Regions from separate parts of the Mus musculus genome. Here all the other regions are linked to region 4. Evidence: chromatin contacts called from public HiChIP or PLAC-seq and promoter capture Hi-C data. All regions are on one chromosome and are shown on one strand. The core of a region is the stretch at or near the end of the contact, and the rest is flanking DNA. Distances in the headings are between cores, read along the strand shown.

Evidence for each region. Promoter capture Hi-C pulls out the DNA fragments that hold promoters and counts their contacts. HiChIP or PLAC-seq counts read pairs in DNA pulled down with a chosen protein or histone mark.
Region 1: a contact with region 4 is called in a promoter capture Hi-C map of hippocampal neurons, with 2.1 times the contacts expected there. The contact joins the enhancer-like site here to the promoter of Fjx1 in region 4. A contact is called at or near these places in 8 of 39 promoter capture datasets (the 3T3-L1 cell line, the C10 cell line, the HPC-7 cell line and 3 more), 2 of 15 datasets of contacts at CTCF or cohesin (CD8 T cells and pro-B cells), 2 of 484 Hi-C or Micro-C datasets (the AML12 cell line and neural progenitor cells) and 3 of 115 datasets of contacts at active chromatin or transcription factors (embryonic stem cells and fetal liver).
Region 2: a contact with region 4 is called in an HNF4G HiChIP or PLAC-seq map of pancreatic cancer cells. The contact joins the promoter of Pamr1 here to the promoter of Fjx1 in region 4. A contact is called at or near these places in 5 of 39 promoter capture datasets (the 3T3-L1 cell line, embryonic stem cells, hippocampal neurons and 1 more), 15 of 484 Hi-C or Micro-C datasets (the AML12 cell line, adipose-derived mesenchymal stem cells, cerebral cortex and 5 more), 3 of 115 datasets of contacts at active chromatin or transcription factors (bone marrow-derived dendritic cells, embryonic stem cells and pancreatic cancer cells) and 2 of 9 other capture datasets (adipose tissue and pancreatic islet).
Region 3: a CTCF HiChIP or PLAC-seq map of CD8 T cells shows a contact between it and region 4, with 9 read pairs. The contact joins the enhancer-like site here to the promoter of Fjx1 in region 4. A contact is called at or near these places in 2 of 15 datasets of contacts at CTCF or cohesin (CD8 T cells and pro-B cells), 6 of 484 Hi-C or Micro-C datasets (the AML12 cell line, LSK cells, brain and 3 more), 3 of 115 datasets of contacts at active chromatin or transcription factors (CD8 T cells and embryonic stem cells) and 3 of 9 other capture datasets (adipose tissue, liver and pancreatic islet).

What each region holds. Positions count from the first base shown.
Region 1 is chr2:102,334,989-102,341,611 of GRCm38.p6, forward strand. The region is part of intron 4 of Trim44 (tripartite motif-containing 44); the gene reads right to left. Among named protein-coding and RNA genes, the nearest start is that of Gm52521, 28 kb to the right of the region's middle. Within about 2 kb of position 2,128, at least 18 of the 459 cell types and tissues checked have an H3K27ac peak or open chromatin away from gene starts, as enhancers often do. A contact at or near this core is called in hippocampal neurons and neural progenitor cells, where this site is marked.
Region 2 is chr2:102,548,739-102,554,703 of GRCm38.p6, forward strand. Pamr1 (peptidase domain containing associated with muscle regeneration 1) reads left to right here and starts at 1,283. Exons shown (of 11, transcript NM_173749.4): 1 at 1,283-1,526. The coding sequence starts at 1,454.
Region 3 is chr2:102,383,205-102,389,874 of GRCm38.p6, forward strand. All of the region lies in intron 1 of Trim44 (tripartite motif-containing 44), which reads right to left. Among named protein-coding and RNA genes, the nearest start is that of Trim44, 14 kb to the right of the region's middle. Within about 2 kb of position 1,482, at least 74 of the 459 cell types and tissues checked have an H3K27ac peak or open chromatin away from gene starts, as enhancers often do. A contact at or near this core is called in CD8 T cells, LSK cells, liver and 1 more, where this site is marked.
Region 4 is chr2:102,447,629-102,454,068 of GRCm38.p6, forward strand. Fjx1 (four jointed box 1) reads right to left here and starts at 4,164. Exons shown (of 1, transcript NM_010218.2): 1 at 1,738-4,164. The coding sequence starts at 3,960. The coding sequence ends at 2,608.

The DNA.
Region 1 (6,623 bases), core at 878-3,377, 110 kb before region 4:
GAGGTGGATTGTGAGACAGTTAGATGTTGTGGGCTTGCTGGCCAAAAGTTTAACCCAAATGGAGAACTCCAGACTAAGTGAGAGACCAGTTTAAAGAGTAAGTTGGAAGGTCCAAAGAGATTTCTCAGTAGCTAAAGGTATTTGTTCACTTAGGCAAGTTGTCTGACCTCCACGTGTACATTATGGTACATGTACACACACACACACACACACACACACACACACACACACACACACACACACACACACACACAGTTAATATGCCTTCCCCTGCCCAGGACCAGCTCTTATAGTATCAGAAGTTTTATCTCTGGGGTAACTAAAAGCTGTCTAATTAGACTTAAGGCTAGCTCAGTAGGAAGGAAGGTGTCTGGTGTTCTAAACCTAACCAACTACCTATGCCTGATGAGGTTATAGAACCTAGGGAAGAGCCTACTACTGCTACTTTAGGATCCTAAACAACTATGATACCTAGTTGTATTCTAAATACTCATACCCATAGAGAAATGTAGCTCTTAGCCCTCATCAAAGAAACTTCTTTCTGCAGCAGATGCAGACTATGAACAGAGATACGCAGCTGGTGGAAATGTAAAGGTCAAGTGGCTGTGGGATGTCCAATCTCAATTGGTACATCCATAATGTAATCTATACACCTAAGTCTCAGGGAATATTATAGAAGCGGGGACAGAAAGAATCTATGAGTCAGAGGACCACAATGCCTATCTTTAGACATGATAGGAAAACTGCACTCACAAGATATCAAAAACATGGTGCTAAACATGACCTTCATAATGACCATACCAGTAGACATGCCAACAGGGATGGAAGAAATTCTGAAGGCCCACCCTTGACGAAGAGCTATAGGCCATGGTTGCTGAGAAAGAATCAGTTTTCTCCAGAGATAGGTCCCCTGATAGGTTATCCAATCCCAAGTGGTCCACCCTAAACACATGTACATAACAAGTACATATGAGCACACACATGTAACAATAAGAAGGAAGAGGTGATGAGTTTGAGAGGAAGCAGATGGAAGGAGTTGGAGGGAGTAGGAAGGGTGGAAATGATGGTCTGTAGTAAGAAGGACCTTATACTTTTTCAAGGAAAGCCTTTCAACATCAAATGCCTGAGTCTGAGCCTTTCATGGAGCTAATCTGTATAACTACAATATACAATAAACATTTCTATTCCTCTCTTTAAAAATAAAGTAATAAGAAACCTAGAATCTTGAGACAAGTAGGGAGAATGATAGAGGAAGATGCTTGATGTCAACTGCTTGAATATACACATGTACATGCATATATATATATATATATATATATATATATATATATATATATATGCACAAACACAGTTATTTCTTATTAAATTGAGACATGATCTCCCAACAGAATGGTATAAGTAAACTTACAAGGACCTACCAATTTGCTGGCTTGCTTTAAAGCACATAACATTTCTGGGTCTGCTGTGAAGATAATAGTCTTTTTCCTAGGTAGTAAGGTTAAACAAGATAGATGCTAAGCCATGTGTGTGAGTGTGCTTTATTAATACAGCCTCTAAAGCACTGATGAGATAATGCTAAGATCAAGTATCTAAGCTGGTCACTGCTACAAGTCCCTTTACTTTCTGGAAAACCATTTCTCCTATCTAACTGCAGAGGTAGAAGTTCCTAAGAAACATGCTTATGGCTTCCATCCTTCAGAGTTTTAACAGTGTTTCTAAATTGCTTCTGGCCAGGTGGTGTCTCTGAGGTACTCATTCATATGCCCTCCTGAGTTTGTTTCTCAGCCTACCTAACATCCTTCCTTGCGTGTGCTCCTTAAGGAGACTCAGATGTCTATGGGAACCTGACCCTCATTTTTGTACATCAAATTCTGCAGCAGAGGGGATAGATGCTGAATGTTAGGGGAACGCTGGGTTGATGCATCTGTGCCTGGCCTTTGCATATATGCAGCTTGCCAGTAATTGCTAAGTTTTCTCTCTGACAATTATCCCCCACCACCACCAATTTCTTCACTGCTCCCACTCCCCCCACCCCCAGTTAATTATCAGTTCTGGAATTAAACTGCTTGCTTCTCCTGCAGTTGTCATGGCAACAGTTGGCCTGCACCTGCCACTGGGTGAACAGTGGCTCTTTCAGAAGAGGCAATGGCAGTTGCTGGCTCCACCAAAGCCAGGGAGTAAACTAATGTTTACCTGTCTGGGGACTGAGGTTCCTCTTTATTCTCCTTCAGATTCTTCCTTGGCAAGCCTAATGTCAACTTTTTTTGTTTTTCAAACTGCTTGTTTGTATTTGACAAAGAAAAGGAAAATGGTGGTAAAGGGCTGAATCCCTGTTGACTGTTAGAATCTTACCCATCAAGCTTTACTTATTTCCACTGAGTAAGTTGTAAGATCTAAACTTCTGTCTCCTGACAAAGGGACTGCAATATAAAGGCTGAACACAGAGAATTTTAAGACTGCTAGATTTGGGTTCTAACTCCTAGTGATACTGCTTGCTAACTGTATGGCCATAGGTGAATCATTCAGCTTCTTACAGTATCAATTTTATCATATACGTAAGGGTGGTCAACGTAACTATAATTCTAAGTTACTTTAAAAGCTCTGAGATTACATTGGTCTAGCTCCCATTCAATGTTCATGGGATCAGTAGTCCAGTGCTGTTGCTGGTTAACTACCTGGACAGCTCTTAAAGATAGGACAAAGCTGCCATCTTGGTCACTTTATACTTGTCCGAGTGACAGTAACTCTGGACAGATAAAATACATTGTGCCCCATCATCTAGATTAAAATTCATCTAAAGCCAGAACAGAGAGATACTAAGGAATGATGGTTTCCCTGCTTGACTTCCTTGAAATTCTGTCAGCTCCTCCCTCTCTGCGCTGTTTTTTCACATGCTCAATCTCACTTTCCTTTAAATAGAATTGATGGAACTAGAGTGTAGACATGTAGTCACCAAGGAAACAAAATCTTTTCATTTTACAACCACATTTCAACCTACAGAGAACTGGTAGTGGTACTGAGGGCTTCTTATATAAAAGGAGTTTTTCTTCCCTGAAACACCTGCATATGATGGGTAAGAAAGTTTTTCTTTTGTGAACCTCTAACTACTCATGTTTAGGGTGTCTAAACAAGTGCATCTTAGTCTGTGGTTAAAAAAACCCTCAGTATTTGAGATACCACCCTGCGTACATATACATATCATATACATATACATGTTCTGTCTTTTCTTAAAGATTTGAAATCACTTCCTTACAGTTCTAATATTAAGGAAACTTCTACTTAGTGTACCTAAACCTTACACCACCTCAAAAAGAAAGAAAAAAAGAAAACCAAAACAAAACCTACTAGTATGTGTTCCCAGCATGTTTTATGTATGCCTCCTTAAAGTTTCCGTTGCCCTTACCTCCCCACTACCATCAAGAAAGGAAAAAAAAAAAAAAAAAAAAAAAAAAAAGGAAAGAAGGAAAGGCAGAGCAAAAGAGGACATTAGAAGGTAGGAAAATATGCTGTTACCTCTTGCCTGTCTCTCACTGGGAAGAAGGGAGAAGGAAAAGGAACTTGAGACTAACCTGCAGGTTTCTTGTAAAATACAACAGACTCAATAAACAATTATGCTGTGGCTACCCACGTGTGAGGGGGACATAACAAGGCTATCAAATAGTGTTACTCTTTAAAAATGAATTGAGTTTTGACTTCCTAAAACGTATTCTGCTAAGAACCAGGCTATAGTGGTTAGGAAGACAAACAAGAAGAGAGTAAGGCCACAAACAGACTCCTTAGCATCAGTTCTAACTGAACACCAACGCAGCATCAGCTCACACCAACTGCTGTGACTAGTTATTAAGTAACATCTATGTCCTCCCTTTGGAAAATGTTGGAGCATTAAGATTGCCTTTTTTCATTTATTTGAAAGGAATTAGGTAATTATTTTCTAAACTTTACTTTAAATTAGAGGAAGGTAGAACTATAAACATAGGACTATAAACACAATAAAAATTAAATGAAGTCCTTCCAAACATTTTACCTCATTTATTTTTGCACGGGGGAAGAAAAAAAAAAAAAAAGGAATGCTTTCTGTGCTTCATGGTGTTTGTTAAATATAATCAGATGTCAGGCTTTTTAAATTACATGTGAATTTGTGTGTATGTATGTGGCCTGTGCACCAGAGCATGCATGTGGAAGTCACAGTAAAACCTGTAAGAGTTGGTTCTCTACTTTTCTCGCATGAATCTGCAGAATGGAGTTCAGGTCACTATGCTCAGCAACAAGCCTTTACTAGCTGAGCCATCTCACTGTCAGAGTGATGGGAAACAGAGGCATTAAAGACAAACTAACAATTTACAATGTATAACAAATTATGAAATGTGATTGGAGGAGCAACAGAAAATCTTGGCTTCAAGAAGTAATGTGTATCAGGAATTGTCTAAAGCTTTTGATGTCTCAACTCAGCATCTCAGGCACCTTACAAGCTGAACTCTACTTCTCTTCTGGAGTCAGTTACTGGCTAGTCCCCACTGGCACATGTATCCTTATATCTCGAAACCTTTATATTTGTTAGTTTCTCTGCTTGGATGACTTTCCTATTCTTTCCATCAGAAAATGCCTAGCTCCATCCATCTGTCAAGATCCAGAATAATTCTTTTTGAGTTAGTAGTGCAGTATTCTACACTCAATAGATTTACTTTATAGGATTATTATCATGCAATAGTGTAGCTTACACTCAGAAATCAAACTATATAAACTTGGAGGCTGCCTTTAAAAACAAAACAAAACAAAACAAAACAAAAACCAAAAACTCTGTGATCTCATAGATGTCTAACTTCTCTGACTCATTTTTTCATCTCTGATGGAAAATGAAGATAATATATAAACCATCTATTTGGGGTACTGTGAGCAATAAATGATTTAATATATCTAAATATTTAAAATAGATCTACATACTTGGTACTTCATTAGTGTTTCTTTAAATATCTTAATGATAATTATATTCCAATTAAATATGATAATAACCCTGTCTATTTAGCTAGACTTTGAGACCTCTGCAAATGCAAGAACAGAACAGACATCTTTGTCCTGATACCCACAGACCCATGGCCTCCTCTTCCTTAACCACTGCGGCTACTAAAGAAACAACACTGAGATTTACAATTTTAAAAATTACTAATTAAAAGATATACACAGCTAAGATTAATAAATATTGCCCAAAGACTATGTGCTAGAGGCTTGGCTACTAACTTTGGCACTGCTGGGCAGCAGTGTGTGGCCTACTGAAGAATGGCCTTGAAAAGCCATCAGAGTCTAGCTCTGATATTTTGACTTCTAGCCACTTTTACTATCTACCACTTTCCACGATGTACTGTCTTATCACAGGTCCAAGGACTAAATACTCAATGATCATGGATTAAAATTTCTGAAACTACATAGGAGGAAAAAATAATTTTCTTCATATATAAGTTAGAGGAAATAGACTAAAGTGACCTTCTGAGAACTGTGAATGTGAATTCTCTAGGCTTTCACATGGGCCACAAACTATTTATGTCAGGTACTTTGTTGCAGCAATGGAAAACCGCCTACGAAAAGCTAACTTGGTAAAGGTACAGTAACTTGGTAAAGGTACCGTAGGGAGGCTGGTATTTAAATAGAAGTAAGAGTACACAGGTTACATGGCTTGACCAAGGCCACACCGTTGGTCACAGGAACAAGAGAAGAGGTAGGTCAATGCTCTTGTTCTCACTCCTTCCAAACAAACTTCCTGTTTGATCATATAAGCAGTATGGCTCGCATTCACAATCTCAACAGGCGATTTATGATTGAATAACAGCCAACTTTGAAGATGAAAATTCTACAGAAGTTCCCTGTATAGTTGATATTATTAAAAAGTCATTTTTCTCTTAGTTTAAAGAGAAAAAAAAAATCTCAAAAAACAAAAACAAAACAAAACACCCAAAAGCAAATCAAAATTTAATCCTGATCTTGCTCCTTTTTCTCCAAGCACAAGAGTTTAAGGGTCTTTTTCTCTCTCTCACTGCCTCCCACAAAACGATCGCTTTCACACCAGTAGATCATACTGCCACCCCTCTCCTCAAGTACATATTACTTCTCAGCAGGCTTCAACAGGGGTAGAGAAGGAGACAATCTGTGAGGCAGGGAACACAGATCTCCCATAATAGTACAGAGAAGACAGAAAATTGCGGCTGAAAGTGTAAATTGCTTTTTTGCTTGAAGAAGAAATAATCATTCTGGGTTTCAAAGAGACTGTCTTACAAGATGACTCCACAGTAGTTAATATTCATATTCTATATATTAAAACTTTTGCTCTACCAAACCCACTGAGGATCCTTGCCAGCCATGGCTATGTATCATGATTTGAAGGATAGTCAATACACAGCAAGCAACAAGCAACTATCCTGTGATGTTAAACAAAGGTTTGCTTAGCTCCCTAGAGAATCTTCTTGGTGTTGGTGCTTAGGAGATATTGTGTGGTAGGTATTGTGTGAGGATTAAACAGATAGGTTTGGAGACAGTAGCTAAGGAGAAATCACTTTCAGAAAACAGGCTAGAGCAATTACACGTCAGCGAGTCACAATGCAGGATAGAGGAAGTAGACCAAGGTGAGTCTCTGG
Region 2 (5,965 bases), core at 33-2,532, 98 kb after region 4:
CAGGTTCAACCTTCTTTCTAGAAAGTTCTCATTATTCTCCTCCGTGGATGGAGATATTACTTTTCTCACTAGCCCTGAAGAATCATCCACGCCTCATAACTTTGAGTTTTAATCTAACATCACAAACTAATATTGGCACATCCCAAAGTCCCAGGTCTAAATTAGACTCAAGTATATTATGCTTTGCCATTCGTAGCTCAGTGATTTCATGCAAGTGACTTAAAATCTGAATCTTTTTGATTCCAGAATTTATAGAAAACGCTACCGATTGTACGTCTTGACTAATGGTTAAACTTACTTTTATGTGGGTATCACCTTTGAAGCTGTACACCATAGTGATTAGGACTACCGTCTGTGGATCTGATAATCATAGGCTCAAACCTCAGAGCTGTGCCCCTCACTTGTGTGACCTTAGACTCTCAAGGACTCCTTTTCCCTGTTTGTGGAATAGAGACACTCGGGTCCTGCCTGTATGCTCTTGGGGAGTATCTTGTGCTGCCCCACCATCATGAACTCAGATCAGGATTTCCCAGTAGCCTGTGTGTGCAGTTGCTCAGAGCAGAAAAGGGGAAAGAAAGCGCTTGGAGGTAGAGCAGTGTTGAGAGGGGAGTGCAGGTGGGTTTACTCTATCCTCCCATCGCCTGTTGGGGGAGGGCATACTCGGCCTTATATGGAGGTGGGTGGCAATTTTTAGGAGTATCTCCTTCTATGGATTTCAGGAAATAAACTCTGGTCCTAGTGCTTGAACAGTAAACAGCTCTGTCATTCTGTTGGGCCCCAGGCCACTCTTCTAATCTGTCTCTGTCTGCCTAATTTAGGTGACCACAACCAATACCTGCCCCAGCCCCCCATTCCAGCCTTCCATGCCACCTTTCTCAGCCTCTTCCATAAGCCTCTCATCTCAGGTTCTAGTACCATCCTGCCCTCTCAGCCTCCCATCCCAGTGCCATGCTAGCCTCCTAGCCCAGCCTCCAATCCTCCTTTCTCCTCTCAGCTTTCTAGCTCAGGTGCGGGATGTTTGAATGAGCATCCTCCCTAGCCTCCTCTGAGAGGTCCCGCAGCCATTCCTACTTCTGGTCCCAGTCAGTGCTGCCTGCCACACATCTCTACCTTCACTATCAACAAAGGTTGATCACGGAAGTCCAGCGAGAAGGAGCGGGCTCTGGTATCCCGCTGTCCCCCGTAGATCGCTGTGCACTGGCCTCCAGGCGTGGTCACGACTCCCCGGGCCTCTCAAGGGTTAAGAGGAAAGCTTTGGGCTGACGTCGCTCTGGCCGAAGGTGGTTCCCCTAGCTGAGGGTGGGAGAGCCCGGCGGGCTGAAACCCGAGCTCTGTTTCAGCTGGAGCTTGGGGAGGTCCCGGCAAGAGCAGAGCCCGCTGCCCTGTTCTCGCCTAGGCATCCCTCCAGTCACTCCCCTCCAGTCACTCGGTACCGACACAGCAACGGGAAACGATGGAGCTAGACAGATGGGCGCAGTTGGGGCTGGTGTTCCTGCAGCTCCTTCTCATCTCATCGTTGCCAAGAGGTACTGTTAGTGACCAGGAGCCCTTTGCGGGGTCTGATGGGGAGCTGGACAGGTTGGGGTTGTTCCAGCGATAATCTGGGGTTTCTGGCTGGGAGCTGGATGCTCCCGTTGTCCGCTTTAAGAACAGGATGATATTCCTAATTGTGGGACTAAACTATGTCTAAGCTAAAGAAGAGAGCTCTTGTGCTATCTATCTATCTATCTATCTATCTATCTATCTATCTATCTATCTATCTATCTATCTATCTATCTTTTTTTTTAAAGGACCACATTCCCCTGGGAAGCCCATTCCCTGTGAGTTACTGGCTCTGATTTGCAAAGTCAAAGTTTCCTGGGAAAGTAGTCCCGCAGGGTTGAAGAACAGGGATTGGGTGGGCGTTTCTCCAATGAACCCTGCTTGATAAAGCTGTAAGGTGGGAACTCTTTAAAGCAGACCCCCAGTACAGGAGCTCTGCTCGCTCAGAAAATAGCACACATCCTGGGGAAACTTAGAAGAAATGGGCAGTCTGTTTCTGGGTGTACAGCGTTTGTTTTGAAAGAGTCCTGGCTCCTTTGTTTCCCACATGTCGCGTATTTGTCACCCACAGTTCATAGGGGATGGGCTCCTACGGGCACAAGAGAGATTGGGACATGACAGCACTTTAGGCATCCTCTTGACAGATTGCAGAGCCAAAGCCAGGCAATGACAGGTCTCAAAAGAGGATCTTAGTAGGCAGGGAGCAGGGACTTCTGTCTGTGTCTGTGTGTCTGTCTGTCTTGGGTGGCGGCAAGGGTGAGGTGTGAGGTGAATGAAGCCCTGCTGACGGGTTGGGGTGCAAGGAGGTGAAGCTAGAGGCTACAGGTGTGAGGTGTGGAGCGGGAGAGGTGAGGTGAAAGCAGAGAAGGTAACCTCCCAGATGAGCAAGCACAGCTGCGATTTGCCTGAGAGGGGTGACTTTGCTTAGGAGAAGGCAATCCCTTCCTGTAGCCTTTCTGTACTGGCTGGCAGTACCCTGTGTTTTGTACAAAAGGAGGGGTCTTTGCTCTAGCAGGTGGGTGGCAAGTGCCCAAGAAAGACATGAGAGTAGAGCACTGGCCTGCTGCAGAAAGAGAGACCACAGCCTTCAGAGGCGTCTCTTTGTGTCAACACAGAGAGTCTAGAAACATGAGACTTCCCTTCCCATGTTTGGTTAATAATTTCCATGTACAGAAGCCCGAGTGTGTTTAGCTAAATCTCCCTTAATGATTTACTGCCCCAATGGTGGGACAGTACTGGGGCTGGCTATATATCTCAGGGGCACAGAGCTTTGAAAATGGTTAGCTTGTCTCATCCAAATTTAACCTCACTGACATCTTGTGCAGCCTAGATAATGGATGAAGAAGGAAGGAGGATCCCTTTGAGGAGGGTTTATAATCCCAAAGCCTAAACACTTGGGATGACTTCAGGACTTTGCATTAAGATTCATCCTCACTTGAATGCAAATCCTCCCTTTGGTTATAAATCTCTAGGGTGTGCTGGGTGGACTACACCCACTCTAGAGGATCCTGCTTCCTCTCAGTTCCAGGGGGCAGTGTTTCAGACCCTCAGGGTGGCACGAGCTCGTTCCCCTGCTTAGCTTCTGTGCTGTGGTAAGTGAGACAGCGTCACTCTACACAACTAAGGAAACAGCTCAACTTGCCCAGGGGCTGAAAAACTCATTTATTGTTGACCTAAGAATCTCTTTTACCTTTTGCTATGGAAAAGCTCAGAGGAGGGTGTGAGGTGAGCTGTCAGCCAAGATGCTGACTGAACCAAATACTAGCTTTATGTGTTTAGCACGATTATCCATTGTGGAACTCAGGGCAGAAAACAGAATGGAGAAGGAAAATATTTCTTCCTGCAGGGAACAAGTCCACTCCCTGAGCCTGTCAAGAAAAGCTGGGAAGGACATTTCCTTTAATTACTTTTCTAAAAAGAGTATCTGGTATGTAAACACCCCGTGGGTTGATCCGGGAAGTTGTTGTTCATGGACATGTGATTCACATTGGAGGAGGAGAATCTAAACATGGGGCCAAGTGATAAACCTAACATAAACAGCATGTGAGGGGAAACCCAACTCCTCTGACTCCACCAGACTGCAGCAGCCCTGCCAGCGGGACTCTGCCTAAGAGGAAAACCTCACTGAAAATATGGGGCTCTGGGGAAATGAAATCTTAACACGGATCAGTTCACAAGTGTTGCTTCCAACAGACGTTAGCTTGTAGGGAATGAACACAAACCAACTAGAGAAGATAATTGGAAGCACAGACATTCAGCGAGCGGGAGCAGCCAGCTGAGACAGGGAATGTGAAGAATAAGCAAGGGAGAAGGTGTGGCCAGGAAAAAAAAAATTAGAGGTTCCTTATAACGGATCTGTTAACACATTCCAATGAGAGCTATGAAAATTGGTCTTCTGGCCAGGGTGGAGTTGTGTGAGGAGCATGAAGAGGGAGTTCCCCTAATATCTACTCTGAGGATGCCTGGTATCTCAACAGGAAAATAGCTTCATGGTGGATGCACTTCAGACACAGAACCTGGAGCCCCCTGAGCTGAATCTGAGCTGAAAGCCTCCTGCCTGAAGACTAGCTCTCAGATGGTACCATGAGGCACCATGCAAGCTTCCAAAAGACGGCCAGAGCCAGTAGTCCTACCAGCTATAACACCTGTGAACCACAGTGATAAGCATGATACAATAACCCTAAAGGTGCAGTAGTGGCACATATACATTGGTGGAAACCAAACGCTCTCTAATTAGACTTAAGATCCACTCAAAAAGAGGGAAAACATTGTCTGATTCCGTTTGCCATGGTAACTTTTCTATTGGTGTGATGAAATACAACGAGCAAGGGAGCTAACAGAAGAAACTGTTTAGTTGGATTTACAGTTCCAGAGGGTTAGAGATAATGATGGCAGAGCAAGGGCATGGAGGATAGTGGCTGGAGCAGTAGCTGAGAGCTCACATCTTGAACCAGGAGCAGCAGGCAGAGAGAGAAAACTGGAAATGGTGCTAGTCTTTTGTAAACTCAGAGCCCTCCCCTAGTGACATACCTCCTCCAACAAGGCCATACCTCTTTTCTTTCTGAAACAGTTCTACCAAGTGGGGACCAAATATTCAAATGTATGAGCCTTTGGGAGCCATTGTTATTATTCAAACCATCACAATGAGGTACAGTAAAATTCATTAACGTGGAAATTAAGATGTCTGTGGCCAGAGCTTACAGGAAGTAATTGGAAGTTAGTGTTTTATGAATACAGAGTTATGGTTTGATTTGATGACAAGATTTTGACATCAACCATGACCATGTGTTATCAACAATGTAAATATAGATGACAATGAGCTATGAGTGTATGTGAGAGAGAGATAGAGATAGAGAAAGCAGTTAATGAGTCATAAAAATAATAGTAATATGCTTTTTCTATAATTAAAAAAATACTTGGACATGGCCAGTGGCTTGTGCCTATAATCCTAGCACTTTGAAGGAGGCCTGCAAGTTTGAGGCTAGCCTAGGCTACATCTTGAGACCCCCCCTTTTCAATAAATAAATAAATAAATAAATAAATCTGGGTTGGCTAACAGAACTTTTTAAAGCATCTGCTCTGTATATGCATAACCCTTAGCTATGTTTTAACCCATGTTGGGCATGTGGGACTGTATTACCAGACAGAAGTAAGAATTGTCAAGGTTGAATGAGCTCAGACTCCAGGATTCTCAGAAATCTGAGAGCAGTAGGAGTGGGCCTCTCCCTATCTGCCTGTGTACCTGCTCTGGAACATGTAACCAAGCCAGCCCACGGAGGACCATGGGCACTGAGTCACATAGCATAACACCTGGAGTTCTCCATGCTAGTGAAGTATCTAGATAGTGCTAAGCCTTCAGCCAATGAGCTTCCCTTCCTGGAAATTCCTTCCTGCAAAAGCCATTTAATCCCTGGTTCACCCTGAATAAAGTGTATGCATTCACACCCACCATCAAATGAACCAGGATAAAATCAGAGAGCTGTTACATCAAGGATAGTGGCTGGGAAGGCCTTCAACTAAGTGCCTAAGACTCTCCAGGAAGGCCTTCTCCCCTCTAGCCCATGCGAGACACTCAGCCCTCACTCTCAATCAGACTGGATTCCATTTGTCCTGGGCTCCGCCTGTGCAGACACCATGTGAGGGGAAAGGTAGACCTTGGAACCCTGGTTCCAGACCTCCCTCTCCCAGCTGTACACCAGTGGCACCTAGGTACCCAGAGAGGAGACCTGGAACCACTGTGGACCGTGTTTCAGACCTTGCCCTGCTTCCAGCCAACAGCATGCTGGAGGTACCAGCCATCCCCATTCTCCCAGCAAACAGGCAGGATGAATTATGACAAACCCACATGTTTTATAGAACCCGGTCTTGTTTCTCTCTGTGACCTCCTTACACTTTGGTATAGTATTTATCTCTCATGAATGCT
Region 3 (6,670 bases), core at 232-2,731, 67 kb before region 4:
TAATGGCTCTTCTCCCACTAACTGCCTTCCCCTCCCAAGACTACAAGCAGAAGGTCTAAGGTCATGTGACCATGCCCAGCATTTGCTTTAGATGTGCTCTTTGAACACAACTCAGATCACATTTCCATTCTAGCCATGGTTGTAAAGTTTGGTAATTTCTATTTTTTAAACTAGCTTCTCTACTCGTTTAAGCTTTTAATCTCTATGGTCTTGCAACTGACAGTTGGGAACAGAAATTTAGAAGTCATATACCAGGGAGGGTGAAACCTTAGTACTTAAAAAAGGCTTAGGTTGCCAGATACAATCCTGCTTTTTATAAGATAATCAGACAAAAAAAGCCTGTCTGGTGATATCATTCCTCTAACCTATTTTCATTGGCTGAACAAGCAGGTCACTTGTCCCTGGAAAGCTTTCCCCAGCATCTCTCTCTCTCTCTCTCCCTCTCTCCCTCTCTCTCTCTCTTTCCAGCTGCTGGCACCCATTTTAAGCTATTCAGCAAGAACACTAATGGATTATGACTTTACCCCTGGCTGTAGAAAAAAGAAAGGAATGCACCAAACCATGTCTTGCCGCCTTGTCTTGTCTTTCCTTCAGAAAACGAAGAATGAAGGAATCCCTAAGCAGATGACAGACTGAAGGCAGCTGTACCTTGCTAGTTTAGAGATGAGGAAACCCTTTGTCTTTTCCTAAAAATGCATTTCACCACCAGAATCCTTCCTCCTGCCCACAAAGCATCAAAAGCATGGCCTCCCCAGGGGACACACAGAGCAGCATCTGAGAGCCTTCCTTCAGGAAATCCTACATTCTACATTTCCAGCCAATTCAAGAGTTATTTTCAAACATTCATTGGGCTTTACATTGAGCCTGCTATGTTCAGCCTCAAAACAAGTATGAAGAATAGCTTCCCTAATACAACCACCCCCAAATAGAAATGAAAATGAAAGTCTCTTAGAGCAAACCTGTCTCTAACAAGTTCTAGAATTGATGCAAAACTACAAAAGGAAGATTCTGGTCCAAGTTCACCCCATCCACGGCTTGTATTCCCCACACCTACTCCTTCCTGTACTCTATGGAGCCTTATGCATATTCTGACAAACAGACAGCAATCTGGTAGGCTATACTAGGAGAGCAGTGCCCAGGCACTAAGTAGAGGGGGAAGATACCGACTGTTTCAAACTGAGCTACTCTGGAGGCCTGAGAAAGGGAAACAATTAAGTCAGAGAGCCAGAACTCAACCACCAAAGCCCAGAGTGAGAGAGAGACTGCCCTGAAAGCAGGTGTAGAGAGAGAACAGGTCACTAAAAAGCAGAGGCATCCAGGGGCAAGAGGCTCAGTGAAATGATGTCACTGAGAAAAGGAGCCCTGCTTTCCGGCAGACATCATCAGAGGCTAATTATGAGGTCCAGTATTCCTGAGACTGAGGTTAGCAAGCTAGAGCCACCACTCTGCCATACTTTGCTGTAGAGGCAAGTACTCTGAACAAAGAAGTACTTGGCACCTATAGTGGGGCAGTTAATGAATACCTTCTAGGTTTTGAAAGGTCAAAGACAGATCCTGTACAAATCTCAAGACTGTTTTGCCATCCCCACCCCCAATACACTTGGGAGACATACATCCTCCAAATCTACCCCAGAGAGAACATTAACCACCCTAGGGGACAGAGTCTGGGGAGTCTCCAAAAAGAAAAGAGCATGCCCAACCCAATAACTACAAAGCTACATATGGACAGCAGAAGCCTTTGCTATGCAAAAGGAAGCTACTAAAGTGAAGAGTGACTGAGACTCTTGTAGGGTTCAGGCTCAGCACCAGCATAAATCTTCTGACAGGTTCAATTTACCTTCCCTAACCCAAGCACAAAATGTCAGTTTCCAATTTTTGGGATCCAAGAAGAGACTGCTCTAACTTTTAATTCCATTTTTTTAAATACCTTTTACGCTTTGCCTTTTGAAGCCAGTATTACCCTAAGGACAAAACAACAACTATAGATGACAAAGTTCTCAACAAAACACTTGAGAACCAAATTCAAGAATAGGCTAAAAACATCACATATCATGATGAAGTTGATTACACCACAAGGTTGGTTCAAAATATGAAAAGAAAAAAGGGGGGAAGGGAATACAAACAACTAAGGAAAAGTCAGACCTGCAAATATTTTTTATTTGTAGATCATATACTTAAAAGACTTAAAACTCTACAAGGCAAATTTCAGACTTAGGTACCTTCAGCAAAGAATTAGGATATAAAGATAAAAAAAAATTATGTACCAACAACAAACTTTGCATGAACAAGTTAGGAAAACTATCCCATTTGTAATAGCTTAAAAATAAAATAAAATCTTGAGCCTAAACCAAACCACAGAATTAAAAGACCTCTATTAAAAAAAAAAAAAAAAAAAAAAACCTAAAGACCTTAAAAAAAAAAAAAAAAAAAAAAAAAAAACAACTGAAGACTCTAGATAATGGAAAGACCTCCAATTCTCAAAGACTACAGAATTAATATTGTTGAAATAATGATATCACCAAAAGTGGTCTACATATTTAATAATCCACATCAGATTTTAAATGGCATTCTTCACAAACATTATGAATAAGACTCCAAATAGCCAAAATAATCCAAGCAGGGAGGGAAAAAAAAAATCAATGCTGGAATGGTCACAATTATTTAATCTTGGCTTATATTACAGAATCATAATGAATAAACTTTATGGTACTGTACAAAACAGAAATGTAGACCAAGAGGACCCAGAAACCACACAGCATGGTCACCTAATTTTTGACAAAGCTGTCAAATATACACTAGGGAAATGGGGCAACCACCTGTAGAAGAAATTAGATTCATATTTCTTTTCCTACACAAAAATCAAATGGCAATAAATCAAAAACCTTAATCTAAGATCTGAACTGCTGAGGCTCCTGGGCTCTAGGAGCTTTCCTCTAGAACCTGCAGGAAAACAGCAAACACACATCAGGATAACGATACAGGAGGCAGGTGACAGTGGAGGCAGGTGTGGTGGTGCGTATCTTTAATCCCAGCACTGAGGAGGCAGAGGCTGAGCCTGAGGCAGGTCGACTTCTGTGAGTTCAAGTCCAGCCAGGGCTACATAGCAAGACCAAGTTTCAAAACACAAATAACAAAAAAGCAAATAAAAAGCCAGGTAGTGATGGCACACACCCTTAATCCCAGCAGAGGCAGGTGAATCTCCTGACTTGGGAAGCCAACCTAGTCTACAGAGCTAGTTTGTGGATAGCTAGGCCTTTCTCAAGGGGAACAAAAAGATACAGAGGTAGATGTTTAATGCAACACTATTCACAACAGCCTTTTTATGAAACCAACATAGGAATGGAAAAGTATGATATATACATACACACAATGCAAATGTTTTCAAAAAAGGAATGAAATTATGGCAATGGCAACAACTGGAGATACTCATATTAAGCCAACTAAGACAATGGCAAAATGCTAAATAGCATATGTGTTCTCTTATTTGTATTTGTACTTAAATGTATGTGTACATATTGTACCTGTGACTTGAAAGCAGAAGTAATGTTAAGGGGACCAAGGAGAAGACAAGAGTTGGGAAAAGGGAGATTATGAGGGGAAATATGTTCAATATTGTATACTAATGTACAAAAACTTAAACATAAAGAAAGATTTTTTTAAAGTTTGAAAAGAGGGCTCAATGAGTAGACCCAGAAACCATAAAATTATTAAATGAAAATTCCAGTTGGAGAGGTGGGCTATTTGCCTTTGAGTTACCAGCCAGGGGAGCCCCAGAGACCCTCAAAATGATAAGGCTATTGCTTATTGCTGTTGGATTCTCCCCACGACTATATGCTAAGACCATGTCACTGAAGATACCACATACTTTGGTTACAGGATATAGAAGAATCAAGTAGGAGCTGAACTGAAAGTTTCCTCCATGCTGACTAGCTTTCATAGTGCCAGAAGGTTCCATGCAGGCTGCTGCTGCAGGAGAGATGTCACTAACAGTTTTACTCAGCTATGGATCCTGTTAAGTTCCAGGCAGTAATGTGTACACTAGTGCAACAATGGCATCACTTTTTCTAGAGGTAACCAACTCCTTTCTGTTTGGACTTAATTCACATCTGGTACTGAAACCTGACTAAACGCCCATGGCCAGAGAGGCCATGGGCCCTATTGGAGAAGTTATAGCATCAGCATTTAGCTAAATGGACATGATATGCCCATCAACTTGTTTTATAAATATTTGTGCTTATGCTCATAGTTTACTGCTGTCATTCAGGTTTGGTCAGAGAAGCTTCTTTTTCCAGTGGGCAAGTTACTTAAGAGATGCATAAGCAGTGAAAGTCCTAAGTATAAATGACTGTTTCAGGGCTGGCGAGATGGCTCAGTGGGTAAGAGCACTGACTGCTCTTCCGAAGGTCCTGAGTTCAAATCCCAGCAACCATATGGTGGCTCACAACCATCCGTAATGAGATCTGACACCTTCTTCTGGTGCGTCTGAAGACAGCTACAGTGTACTTATGTATAATAATAAATAAATCTTTAAAAAAAAAAAAAGACTGTTTCATGCTTAGCTCTTAATGAGACTTCTTTATCATTCACTCCAAGGTTCATAGAAATTGTGGAAGAGGAGACTGAAAGGATATAAGACTAGAAGAACTGGCCTGTGCCAGCAGGAGCAGGGACACAGGGTTTAGGAAACCGGCCCTACCAGCACCAGCGGCAAAGGTTCTTTCTGGTAGGCACTAGCTCCAGGCCACCTTGGGTTGAACTCTGCAAATGGTCCCACTGTCCCCAGAGGAGCCCTAGCACACCCAGGATCTTAGGATCACTGGTGAGTGGAATGCAACATCTTCCCAAAAATGGAAGTAGAAACAAGGAAGAAATCACAAAGGGAGACCACTCTGGAAATAGAAAAAACAGGAAAGAAGTCAGGAGCCATTGATGCAAGCATAACCAACAGAATACAAGAGATAGAAGAGAGAGTCTCAGGTGCAGAAGATACCATAGAACACACTGACACAACAATTAAAGAAAATGTGAAATGCAAAAAGATACTAACCCAAAACATCCAGGAAATCCAGGACACAATGAGAAACCAAACCTAAGGATAATAGGTATAGAAGAGAGTAAAGATTCCCTACTTAAAGGGCCAGTAAATATCTTCAACAAAACTATAGAATAAAACTTCTCCAACCTAAAGAAAGAGATGCCCATGAACATACAAGGAGCCTACAGAACTCCAAATAGTTTGGACCAGAAAAGAAATTCCTACCATCACATAATAATCAAAAGACCAAATGCACAAAACAAAGAAAGTATATTAAAAGCAGTAAGGGAAAAAGGTCAAGTAACATATAAAGGCAGACCTATCAGAATTACACCTGACTTCTCCTCCAGAGACTATGAAAGCCAGAAGATCTTGGGCAGATGTTATACAGACCCTCAGAGAACACAAATGCCACCTCAGGCTACTATACCCAGCACAACTCTCAATTACCATAGATGGAGTAACGAAGGTATTCCATGACAAAACCAAATTTACACAGTATCTTTCCACAAATCCAACCCTTCAAAGGATAATAAAGGGAAAACTCCAACACAAAGAGGGAAACTAAGCTCAAGAAAAAGCAAGAAAGTAATCTTTCAACAAACAGAATTCCAACTCTAACAACAACAATAACAGGAAGCAACAATTACTTTTCCTTACTATCTCTTAATATCAATAGACTCAATTACCCAATAAAAAGACATAGACTAAACTTTTTGCTGCATACAAACCCACCTCAGGGACAAAGACAGACACTACCTTAGAGTAATAGGCTGGAAAACAATTTTCCAAGCAAATGATCCCAAGAAACAAGCTGGAATAGTCATTCTAATATTGAATAAAATCGACTTTCAAACTAAAGCTCTCAAGATAAGGAAGGGCACTTCTTAATCATCAAAGGTAAAATTTAACAAGATGAACTCTCAGTTCTGAACATCTATGCTCCAAATGCAAGGGCATCCACATTCATTAAAGAAACTTTGCTAAAACTCAAAACACACATTACACCTCACACAATAATAGTGAGAGATTTCAACACTCCACTGTCATCAATGGACAGAACCTGGAAACAGAAACTAAACAGAGACACAATGAAACTAACAGAAGTTATGAAACACATTGATTTAACAGATGTCTATAGAACATTTCATCCTAAAACAAAAGGATATACCTTCTTCTCAGCACCTCATAGTACCTTCTCCAAAACTGACCATATAATCAGACACCAAACAGGCCTCAACAGATACAAAAATATTGAGATAGTCCCATGCACCCTATCAGATCACAATGGACTAAGGATGATCTTCAATAACAACATAAATAATAGAAAGCCTACATGCATGTGGAAGCTGAACAACACTCTACTCAAAGATAACTTAATCAAAGAAGAAATAAAGGAAGAGATTAAAGACTTTTTTGAGTTTAATGAAAATGAAGCCACAATATACCCAAACTTATGGGACACAATGAAAGCAGTCCTAAGAAGAAAACTCATAGCTCTGAATGCCTCCAAAAAGAAACTGGAGAGAGCATACACTAGCAGCTTGACTTCACACCTAAAACCTCTAGAACAAAAGGAAGCAAATTCACCAAAGAGGAGTAGAAGGCAGGAAATAAACTCAAGGCTGAAATCAA
Region 4 (6,440 bases), core at 2,914-5,413:
GTTAAATGATGTGCTGAAGGAAAGTATGTGAAGGGCAGGATTCAAGATTATAGTCTCCCTGCAGAACCCATTACTTTTTTCCCAAGTCATCCCCAGTTCAAAAAATGAATTGTCCCAAGGAGCATTGACCATAGCACAATCTTAATGGATCTTTCATTGCCCCAGTCTACCGACTAGCCACAAGGAATACCAACAGTTAAAGTCCTTTATCTGTACCTTTGTCTGTAATTATGCCTTGGTTCCCTTAACAACGCTACCATGTAATTAAACCGATTTTGCCAACGGGCAGCTATGCTTCACTAGAGAATCTGAGTAGAGCCCTTCCCATTAGGCTCTGTTTCCTGTTCATGTTACCCATGGTCAAGTCTGGGCTTGGAGCTGAAGCCCAGGAAGAATGTCTAGAATGCTGTTGGCCCAGAACGTGTGCATGCCCACGGAAGCTGTAACGGGGCAGGGTGCAGTTCTTGTGCAGCCGGTGAAACCCCTAACTTACTTCTACTCATTGCTCCCCTCAATGACATGTGCTGAGGAAAAAAATGCCAGTGGCCTAATATCTACCCTCCTCTTGGAGCAGCCTCCATTAACTTCCACAGCAAATCTCACAGTTATTAATCATCAGAAATGAAAAATGTCTCTTTTTCAAAAGTGTAATTATCAGAGGTCTCACCGTGTCTAGAAAGAAGATGTATTTGCCATTATCAGCACATTCTGTATTTAGTCTCTGAAAAAATTTGGCTTACACCACACAGTTTATGCACTGTATTTTTCTTAAAGCTAGACTAAGGCTCTGGAAACATAAGGATAGCATTAAATAATTAAATTACATACTATGTTATAGTGCTGAGTGAGAGGGGGGACCCACAGAGACTTAATACTTTCCTGCGTCCATAAAACTCAAGGTTTGCAAATGCAAGTCAAATAAAAAGCTATTAGGGTTGTGACTGAGAGTTGCTTGGATTGAAGATCATTAAATGAAAATGCAATAGGAAAGGTCACTTGGGCCCAGACACCAATCCAAATTTTCTAAATTTTAAGTTTCCCATTGTCCACAATCCAAATGTCATTGCCTAAAGTACTTATTGTTCCCTCTCTTGTCCCAGTGGCTGCCTTGAGAGGACATGCAGTTGTTGCTAACTAACCCCCCAAGCAGCCCAACCAACAGAGCACCAGGAGTCCAGATGTTGGAGATTATGATCTCTTGAATGCAGTGAAATGTATGCCAGAGATTAAAAGGCAGAATTAATTTATAACACCCTCTACCTGTTTGCAATCTGTGCTTAGCTTATTATCTGCACACATTGTGCTGCAAGGCAATTACAATGTTGGAAATAACCTGCAGCACGTGACCACTGCTGTTAAGTTTAAAAGGGGGCATTTGTCATGTTTTAGTCTGCACATCTGGTTCTATCATATTTACCACATGATTAATATAGGAACATATTACAGTGAAACCCTTTCATATCATTTTTATTTGCTAGGAAATGGAGCACTCTTCTTTCATCTCTTCCTGTTCCCTCTCTCCCTTTCCAGGCTGAACTCAAATTTCTAGTCCTAAGGTCCATTTGAGGGAAGACAGAGAAATCTGCTTTTGCCTTTGTTCAGCTCCCCAGCCCCAACCACAAAGGGGGTGGATCTGCATCCTCTGTTTTACAAAGCACACCCACTCGCCAGAGAAAACTCAACCCCATTCCAAAAGGAGATGAGACCAGAGCCCTCAATCAAATCAAACCTCATGAATTAAGTTCTAAATTTTAAACTCCCTTTTATTGAAATATAAGTTTGTTTAGTCTATTTACAGCACAATTTATGCACATATATACACACAGAAGGCAAATTCTGTCAAATAAAAAAGTTTTCTTACTAAAAAATTAAAATTAAAAAAAGTAAAGTGCATGAAACTGATTTTTTTCCCCCTCTGGTGAACATCATCATTGTCAATTTTGGTCAATTGGGAGACGCAGGAAGAAATTCATTATTGACTCTGCTTATAACTAGTCCTGAATTCATAGCCTTCAGGCCAAAATGATAGGAGTTCAGGAATGGGTGAGACAAACTGTCAGGGTCTGGAGGGCTCCCAGGGGCGGGGAAGTCTTGCTCTCTTTGTCCTATCCAGAGCTGTCCCTCAGCTTGGAACAGTTATCTCACCATCGCGCGCCGGAACAAAGGGCGAACACAGGAAGGGGGTTTCACCAGCCCTTGTCACAGCCTGCTCTGGGGCCACCAGCGCTGTGTTTAGTAGGAAATAGAGGAATTAGCTCAAACGGAAGTTTTCCTTTTTGGGAAGGGGTGGAGGGGGCGACAAAAATGGACTGCATCTCCCAAAGAGACTGCCATTCCCGGGCCAAACCCCAGCAGCCAGTTTCTTCGGATCCAATCTCCACACAAGCACAGAACTCTTTTTATAAGCTAGGTGGAGGGAATGTTACACTTCTCGCCTCGGTGAGTTTGCCCTTCCAGAACTTGGAAAGGAAACAGCCTGGCATGAAAAGAAAGGGGCAAGTGGGTAACACACAATTTTTTTTTTTAGACAGCTTGGCGATCAGACCATTGGGTGGGCGTTGGCTGGTTGGTCGTTGCCCGTGGCAGAGAAGACAGCCCTAACCCCCATCATTCATACCCCAGTCCCTCTCTTCCTCGGAGTGTTATTAAGTCCCCGGGCCGGCGGCCGTACTTGGCCTTGCAGTGCAAAATGTGTTTGGCGAGGAAGTCAAGGCGGCGCTGTAGCAGCTGAGCGTGGGGTTCTGAGAGCTCCGCCAGCTCTGGGAAACGCGGTTCGTGGCGACTGTAGAGGCGCAGCAACCGGGCCGCCGCGTCCTGACCCCGGTGCAGCTCCAAGACGCGCCTAGCAGTCCGCTCTCGGAATACACACACCGACTGTAGCAGCGGTTCGTTATACTTGTCCCACATGCCGGCTACCCGGTAGCCGTGCACCAAGCCCGCCTCATTGTCCAGAAAGACCAACGCCCCTCCTGGTCCTCGGTGCAGGTTGCTCGTAGCGCGGTGCATAACGCGTGGGTCCCACTGTAAGCTGAAGAGGTTGCTCACAAGCCGGTCAAAGTTGGCCGTCAGGTAATCGAAGAGGATCAGATCGGTCCATTGTACCAAGTCCACCAGCTCCGCCTGGCTGAGGTTGGTCAGCTCGCCCCCGGCGTCGCGCAGGGGCCGCAGACGGCCGTCCTCTGATCGCCAGGGCTCGGGCACCACCACGTCGGTGAGGTTAGGCAGCCAGCGCGTCAGGCTCACCACGCTGCCCTCGGTCCAGTGCGCGGTGCGCAGCTCCTCCTGCACCTGCACCCACTGCGCGCCCCGAGCCTCCACCCGAGCCAGTGCCAGCGGCGGCACGTGGCGCTGGAGGCCCAGCAGGCGCGCAAGGTAGTAGGACAGGGCCTCGCCCTGTATCTGCTCTGGGTTGATGCCGTAGCGTACACAGGCACGGGTGCCGTCGGCAAAGCGGGCTAGGCGGTTGGAACTGCGTCCGCAGCCCCCGCGATCCAGAGCCACCACCCGAGCACCCCGTGCCACCTCCAGCCACGCTGCTGCTTGGGCTTCGGAAAAGCCCCGGGGAACCTGCTCCTCCAGGCCGCGGCTCCAGAAGACGCCCCCGTGCACCGCCCTGCGCTCCTCTGGCCAGGACAGCCCGGAGGGCTCGTGCCGCCCGCGGTCGTCCTGGTGCCTCCTAGGCGGGTTATCCGCGCCGGCCGCCAGGGTGAGCAGCGCCCGGAAAGTTTTCAGGGAGCCGCCGCGGGCGTCCCATACTAGGGGCGGGGGCAGAGGGAATCGCGGCTCGGGCGCGGGGCCGCCACTCTGGATCGGATGCGGAGGGAGTCGATCTTCGGGCGGCCGGGAGGCTGGCAGCTCGGTCCGCGGTGGCAGGAGTCCTCCCCACAGCGTCAGCAGCGAGCTCAAAGCCAGCAGCCAGAGCCCCGCGGCGGCGGCGGCGCCCCGCATCTTCCTCCCCATGCTCCTGCCGGCGCGCCGGTGCCACCGCCGCCGCTTCAAGCCAAGCCCGGGCGCCCGGGTGCGGGCGGCGAGGCGGGCCCGGCTGCTAGCTGGCTCCGGGGCTTCGGGTGCCGGAGCCCCATCGCGGCCGCGGAGCGCTGCGGGGCTCTGGCCAGCGCTCTGCCCCGGCGCTGGGAACTCGCCTCCCCGTGGCTTCCCAGCAGCTTTTGTATTTCGCTGTGAGACCCTCCGGCGGGCGCGATTCACAGGCGCCCGGACCACGTGGGAGCGAGGGGGATCCCCCTCCCCCTCCTCTGCCGCCTCTCCCCGCCCCCCACTCCCCCGCCCCTTCCCTTCCTCTTCCCCTTAAAGCGGCAACCGATCCTTCCAGGAGCGAGAGGTGGCCCCACGTTCTGTCCCGGACTTCGGGGCGGGGAGGAGGCTGAACTGAGGGCGTCCGTGCGGGGGCGTCGGAGCGGGGGCGGGGGCAGAGACCAATTGTAGGGCTTGGGAGTAGCGGCGTGTCCGGTGCTCTTGTTGGGAGTGGGATGATCCCCTTGTACCCTCCTTTGGACTGTGTCTGATCTGAAAACTTCAGACAGCCCCCCACCGCAGTACAGGCAGGGGTCAGGGTGAGTCCTTTTGCTACCTCACTTGGTGTGATTCACGCTGGCTTATGTAAATTCCCCGGAAAGTCTCGAGCCCTAGAGGATGTGACTCCAGCTGGGAGAGGAACCATCTGTAGCCAATGACTTTGAACCCATAACCTCTCTCCAGATGCAAGCTCCCCGGTATGGATCATTGCAGGCTTGAGAGCAATGAGGTTAACTTCTGTGACTTTTCTCAGGGATGCTTGGAATTAAACCTTGCTGTGCAAGTTGGACAGCCAAGTCAGGTCCCCTGGTCGCATGCCACTTGGCTTTCCCATTTTAAAGAAAGTTCAATATGTAGAGATAGGGATATCTAGATAGATATAAACACTTATTGTCAACATTCTCACCTTGTTTTTAAGTTGTCATTTAGTCAGTCACTTTATTCCCAATTATAAATTTCTCCCAAACAAAGGAAAATAAACAATTGTTTTACTAGTTTAGTGTAAAGGAAAAAGGACTAGTGGGAAGTGGGGCAGTGAAGAAAAAAACAAACCAACACATTATAAAAACTGATGCATCTTCCTCCAGACTTTCTTGGATTTAATTTACCAGCAAATCTCTTGGAAACAAACTGAATCTTTCCTTTCCCTTCTTGTATCCCATATTTCAAACTGGAGATTCTTAGTCATAAGATCAGAGCCGTGAGGGGTCCTGAGAGCCAGAGCTGGCACTGCCAGGGAACTGTCCCAGGACAGTACGTATGCTAAGCAGGTTCTCTTCTGACTCCTCCCCGAGTCCTACAGCCAGAGTTTAAAATCGGTTTCTTTCACATTGTGTGTGTGTATGTGTGTGTGTGTGTGTGTGTGTTTCCTTTCCCTATATTCCTCTCCTGGGAACACATGCGAGGTTTCAGCTGGGCTACATCTGCCTGTGCTGTGTATATTTATTCTGGAGTTATAGGGTAGACAATGTAAAATGTTTGTGACAGAGTAGATACATTAACCTTCCAAAACATGGCTGACCCAAGGCATACACCTTCCTGGGTTTCTTTCCCACTGGTACCTTGTGTGCCACCTGAAAGTGTGGGGTCTTTCTTAAATGTGTTCCCAACCACGGGGCTTCTTGTAGTGCTTATCTGATAAAAGGATTACAGTGCCTTCCATATGGATCCAGTACAATATATTAATTCATTAAAAAGTTTTTTTTTCTTGCCTCATGCAAGCTTCCCCCTGTCTTTCCCTAGAGAGCAGGGACTGTCTCTTATCAAATTTTTATTTCATATACCAGCTAATATAGTATATTACATGAAATAAGAACTGGATTCATTGAATTTAATTTTTGTCTTTTGATGTAACTTTTAGGTGTTTTTTTCCCCCTGCATTGAGTTTAGTGTGGGCAAACTGTAAGCAAGATCTCCACCTTGTGGGCATAATCAGAATATCCTCTAATTAGAGAACTACATTTTATAGTGGTGATTAAGTTAAACTCAGAACACTAAATGCCACCGTGGGCCAAGTTATGTCCCGAGGGCAGCGGGGCAATTCACAGTGCTTGGTGACTCTGTGGTTTTGGCTCTTGGCAGAATCTGTGACTGTGTAGTGCCTAGTGACCCACTATGGTACCCTGCATGGGGAGTTCTCTTGCCCACTGTGTAACAGTGGCCAGGGCACAAAGCCTGGCACTGAGCGCATATTCAGCAATGATGCAATGATTCACCTAGAACGAGATGAAGCTTTTCAAGTAGCATCATCACGTTTGTTTGTTTGTTTAAATATCTCACTGCTACAGGATACAAAGAAACTTTTCTCTCAAGTTCTTAAAAGGAAAAAATAATATTGGTGAGGGACTGAATGTGAGGGGAGCAAGATTATTAGTCTGGGAAAGTCCACTTTAATACCAGCCACTCCA